Regions from separate parts of the Triticum aestivum genome. Here region 1 is linked to region 2. Evidence: chromatin contacts called from public Hi-C data. All regions are on one chromosome and are shown on one strand. Each heading gives the region's core, a stretch centred on a gene start, on an enhancer-like site or on the middle of the called end of the contact. The rest is flanking DNA. Distances are from core to core; before and after follow the strand shown.

Region 1 (2,700 bases), core at 138-2,637, 380 kb before region 2:
GAAGGGGTTGGTGCCGGCGTGGATGTACAAACTGTTCATGCCCTGCTCCGTCTGCACCGCTTTGTCCCCTGCTCTCACCCACACACACAACTGAATTCAGCAACGGCTCCAGTGCAAACACAACCACACATCAACTAATCTGGTGACAAAAAAGAGCTCCTGATCATTACCGCTCTCGATGCAGATATGGAGCTGGTCTTGGTCGTTGCCCTGGAGCACCGTGCGGAACTGCCCCTCCAGCAGCGGCAGCATCACCAGGTACACCGGCTCGCTGTCGCCGTCGTCGTTGCCGGCGGCGGCAGGGACCTCGATGAGGATGAATTGGGTCTCCAGCGGGACGTCGCGGCCGGAGGTGCCCATCCGCTGCGTCATCCACCACAGCTTGAACCGGAACAGGCACATGAACCGGCAATCGCTGCAGCATCAACAATTTTTCCAGCGAAATGTAAATTAACCTCAGTCGAAAAGCTATGCCAAAAATAAACTGCTGTAACAAAATTCATAAAGAAAACTGGAGTATGGTTTTTTTAGAAGAAATGAACTAATGAAAACTGGAACTGCTCAGAAATCAACTTCCTAAAATTTGACAGAAATCCTCAAAAAACAATTGATAGGAGAAAAAAAAAGGTCAGAAATCCATGGTGCATTCCAGAGTTTGCCCAGGTGTTCATCCACCTTCCCCGCATTTATCCACCACTATCTCTTTTCCTCAACAGACACGGACAAAGAATACTGACCGGAGAGTCCCGAAGGTGAAGACGTGGTGGCTCTTGGCCTCGCCGGCCGTGGCACCCACGAAGGCCCCGTCGACGAGCCCGGCCCCGGCAGCATGCGCTGCGGTGATGTTGTCCGGCACGCCGGAGAGCACCGTCCGGCCGCGGACCTCCAGCCTCCCGTCGCTCACCGTGATTTGCGGTGTCACCGTCATCTCGGATAACCAAATTCAAAGGACCGCCCCTTCTGCAGCACAAGAACAGCAAGCTGAAACGGCCGGCGTCAGCATCCAGCAAACGACCAAAGCAAAATTCAGACGAATCATTCACAGATAGAGATGCTGACCAATCAAGGAGAACGCGTACCTTGCTTCGATAGATACCGGACGATGGTATATGATAAGAGTGATAGGGAGAGCTTTGCGTGCGGGTAATTGAAACTAGTAGCACTAATCTAATGATATGATAAGATGGTGCGGTGCCCTCGCCGGAGAGGGAGATGAAGGGAGGGAGGGAGGCGATGGGGAGAGGAGGGGTTTATATAGTCGGTCGGGAGGAGGGCGAGACGTGCGTGGCCGGCGACACGACATCCACACGCGGCCCATTCCCATTCGGGGAAGAAGCCCAGTCGCTGGAGAATTCACATGTTTCTTCGACTCTGTACGCCTAAAATTACGCCTTTTCCGGTGAGGTCTCCGTTTCTTTGTGTGGAAGATTGCACGGTATGGTCCAGCTGCTACGATATCGTGGACGATCTGACGTGTCCCAGTTCGATGTATATCTTTCTTGGAAGAAAGTTAATTGTGTAAACTATGCTACGCCTGGGTTGTTGCTTGTGTGTTTCCTGTTGCCGGCCGAGCGGAACAAATGACACGGACAGTCTTGGTCTCGGAACATTATCCCTCTCTTGGCTCCCGACGTCCATATCTTTTTTTTGGTGCTGCTCAAGCATTTCAATTTTCGTGTTCCAGATTTTCCACTGAAGATTGGCCCAATCATTCGAGGGCGGATGACGCCTCAAGAAAATTATCTAGAAATATTTACATCTTTCCCCCGAAAAGAGAATGTTTATGTTTATAGTTTTGAAAAATCGGATCATTTGTATATTTTGTTGAAAGCATATATCTATTTTTATTCCTTGTTTGTGTGCCCTCCTAACATTTTACGGTAGATATGTCTACGGCATGTGTTTTTACAGATTAAAAACCATATGATGATCAGAGTGCATGGTACTCCCTCCGTTCCAAATTACTTGTTGCATGTATGGATGTATCTAGATGTATTTTAGTTCTAAATACATCCATTTTTCCGACGAGTAATTTGGAACAAAGGAAGTACATAGTTAGCATCTTTGTCGGTGAGTAGGGATCCTCACTCGAAGAGAGAGGCGGCACAAGGGCATATAAACCTTATTACCGGCCTAGGTGTCTAAGGGCTTTCGTGTTCCGCACCACACTCCATCACAATAGACTCTCGTAAGGGGTAAGGGCTAGGGGACCTACTTTAGGGATTTTATGGTTGATGGGAGATTTGCACCTCATTACTGCATGATCACTTGGTTATATCATATCTTTTGAAGATCGGTATTGAACTATCAACCTAGGGTCGGTTACATAAGGGCGGCACAAGCTCCCTCATGGGGCAGAAGATACTTGGGAGCTTATTCCCACACCCTAGCTCAGTAGATACGAAAATGCCATTGTAATCCTCTATATTCAACAATAAAGATAGATAGGCAAGAGCTATTACCCATACAGGGGCTTGGACCTAGGTAAAGCCACCGCATCACCATCGATCAATCATCGCCTAAGAGAGTGCTTCGAGCACCACCCCTCTCTCCGCATTGTTTCACGACAAGCATTAAAATCATAAGATCAACAAATCATTATTTTTTTGATAATTATTGAGTTTGTATTTATACACATCATTTCATGAGGGTTCAAAGATCTTTTATTCGCATGTTTCATGACAAACATCAAATCGTAAG
Region 2 (2,700 bases), core at 21-2,520:
TAAGAAGTAATCATATAAACAAAACTCAAATAATGCACATCATGATCAAGCTAAAGCCCTAATAAACAGAGAAAAAACTGTAAACTCTGAATCATAATTAGGTTGAAACTTGATGATGTTTACAACTATAAAGCTACCACACATGCCAACATGATGTAATAGGAGTTACTGGAAAAAAACAGTTTATTTTTACAATGACAGGCTGAGGGTTATGTTCTGCTGCATAACGTAAGGGATCTAGCGGCAAAGGAAAACTTAAGTTTAATTCAAAAGATAGATACAAGGTTGGAAAAGCAGTTACCTTCTCCCATTTAATCTAGAGCTGCTTAGGGAAGATGCAAGCTTAACACCAAGTTGTTGCAGATTGCTCCTTGCTGGAATCAGCTCAACAAGTCTGATCCAAGGAATAAAACAGAACAATATGCAGCTTGGCACATAAATCCTGCAAGTGCGTCAGATTGGTCAGCTTGCCGCATCGGAGAGAAAATTATATATACAATGTAATCTATGTATAAACGCCCATATCAGACTAGTTGGTGGGGACAAATGTTGTGAGCAATTGCAAGTATTCTTTCATGGCAAAGAGAAAAGTAGTGACCAGCAGGTGCCATGTCCAAAATTCCAAACATAAGCATACAGAAGTCGGCGGTACAGTGGTTCTTTACTCAGGAGAGCATGTAATTCCGAGCTATTATTGTTCTCTGAACTCTAATGCTCCAACCCTCGTTAGTAGAACACAAACAAATCTAGACGAATTCATACACTGCGGCCGCGCTACCGGCCGCCTCAGATCGGTCTCGCGCGCTGAAGAAGCAGCTAAGCTAGCCAGACCAGACAAATCGGCAAGAGCACCAACCAGTCTACCACGCAGCAGACGGACGAATCCGCAACTACCTCGACGGGGATTCGGGTTTCGGTCGCCGGCCGCCACGCAGCAAAAGGAAGAGGCGACCCGCGAGACGAACTCCCACACAAATCCATATCAAGATAATCCAATCGGGAGAGGATAGGGTTCCTTACCCGCAAAGAGAAGAAGCCGATTCGCGCCAGCCAGGTCCGCGTCGCCGCCGGCGGGGCAAACCGCGATGGGGGGAGGGGAGAACGCCAGAAGAGGCGAGAGGGGAGAAGAAGAGTGGACACGAGGAGAAGGCCCGTAGTATTTGTGTGGAAACCGGTAGGGCGCCGGTGCGGGTCTCGTGCACCTACCGCCACGCTATGTGAGATTGTGAGCCAGACGATGGATGGAGACACGAGGGCGGCCCTTTTTAACACACGGATAATGACCCGTTCGTCGTCGACAATAGATAGATAGATAGATAGAAGAGGTCACCCCTCAAAAAAAAAAAGATAGATAGAAGAGGGGGAAAAAGTCCTTTTGTGTCAAAATACCACGTTATATTAAAAACACATGCACATGTACCTTTAAAACCGTGGTTTCATCAAAAGACGACCAACGTCACTCTCTCGTGGATTGGGAGACTGTCTACCACCAGCCCCAATCCCCTTGTGGTTTGGGCTCAGTGGTACCCTCCGGCGTTTATTGGATTTGGCTGCAACGGACGGGTCATGACAGGTCGTGGATGAGCTTCAAGCTTCCTTGCTCTGATGCTGATAATCGACGACTTCATTGTTTTGATGATGACAATAACCCTCGGTGACGGAAACAAGGCCTTATTTTGGCATGGCAGTTGGAGAAAAGGAGGAGGCCTTTCGCTAAAGTTACCTTGAGCTCTTCAATATCGTGTCGCTCAGAGGTTAGTGGTTAGCAAATAGATTTTGCATAGAAATTGAATTAAGTCGGTTGCAAGAATCAACATGTCGACACGGATCCTCCTGTCCATTGACTTGTGTTAACCTTGAAAGAGATCATCCTTGACCGCCAAAGGTGTGTTTCGATTATTTACCTCTAGACCCCTTCCACGGAGTACTTTCTCGGCTCAGTCTATAAACCACAATTCCATAGTGTTGGAAATATGCCCTAGAGGCAATAATAAAAGCATTATTATTATATTTCCTTGTTCATGATAATTGTCTTTATTCATGCTATAATTGTGTTATCCGGAAATCGTAATACATGTGTGAATAACAGACATCAACATGTCCCTAGTGAGCCTCTAGTTGACTAGCTCGTTGATCAACAGATAGTCATGGTTTCCTGACTATGGACACTGGATGTCATTGATAACGAGATCACATCATTAGGAGAATGATGTGATGGACAAGACCCAATCCTAAACATAGCACAAGATCGTATAGTTCGTTTGCTAGAGTTTTCCAATGTCAAGTATCTTTTCCTTAGACCATGAGATCGTGTAACTCCCGGATACCGTAGGAGTGCTTTGGGTATGCCAAACGTCACAACGTAACTGGGTGACTATAAAGGTAGACTACGGGTATCTCCGAAAGTGTCTGTTGGGTGACATGGATCAAGACTGGGATTTGTCACTCCGTATGACGGAGAGGTATCACTGGGCCCACTCGGTAATGCATCATCATAATGAGCTCAGAGTGACCAAGTGTCTGGTCACGGGATCATGCATTACGGTACGAGTAAAGTGACTTGCCGGTAACGAGATTGAACGAGGTATTGGGATACCGACGATCGAATCTCGGGCAAGTAACATATCGATAGACAAAGGGAATAGCGTACGGGGTTGATAGAATCCTCGACATCGTGGTTCATCCGATGAGATCATCGTG

Evidence for each region. Hi-C and Micro-C count contacts between places; a contact is called where the count stands out from the background.
Region 1: a contact with region 2 is called in a Hi-C map of leaf, with 7 times the contacts expected there. The contact joins the promoter of LOC123060420 here to the promoter of LOC123060419 in region 2. A contact is called at or near these places in 4 of 5 Hi-C or Micro-C datasets (leaf, root and an unstated tissue) and 1 of 1 datasets of contacts at active chromatin or transcription factors (leaf).

The regions. Positions count from the first base shown.
Region 1 is chr3A:81,866,123-81,868,822 of IWGSC CS RefSeq v2.1, reverse strand. LOC123060420 (probable galactinol--sucrose galactosyltransferase 2) reads right to left here and starts at 1,387. Exons shown (of 8, transcript XM_044483133.1): 1 at 1,080-1,387; 2 at 738-981; 3 at 171-415; 4 at 1-68. The coding sequence starts at 928.
Region 2 is chr3A:81,485,975-81,488,674 of IWGSC CS RefSeq v2.1, reverse strand. LOC123060419 (60S ribosomal protein L18a-like protein) reads right to left here and starts at 1,270. Exons shown (of 5, transcript XM_044483132.1): 1 at 1,021-1,270; 2 at 302-442. The coding sequence starts at 311.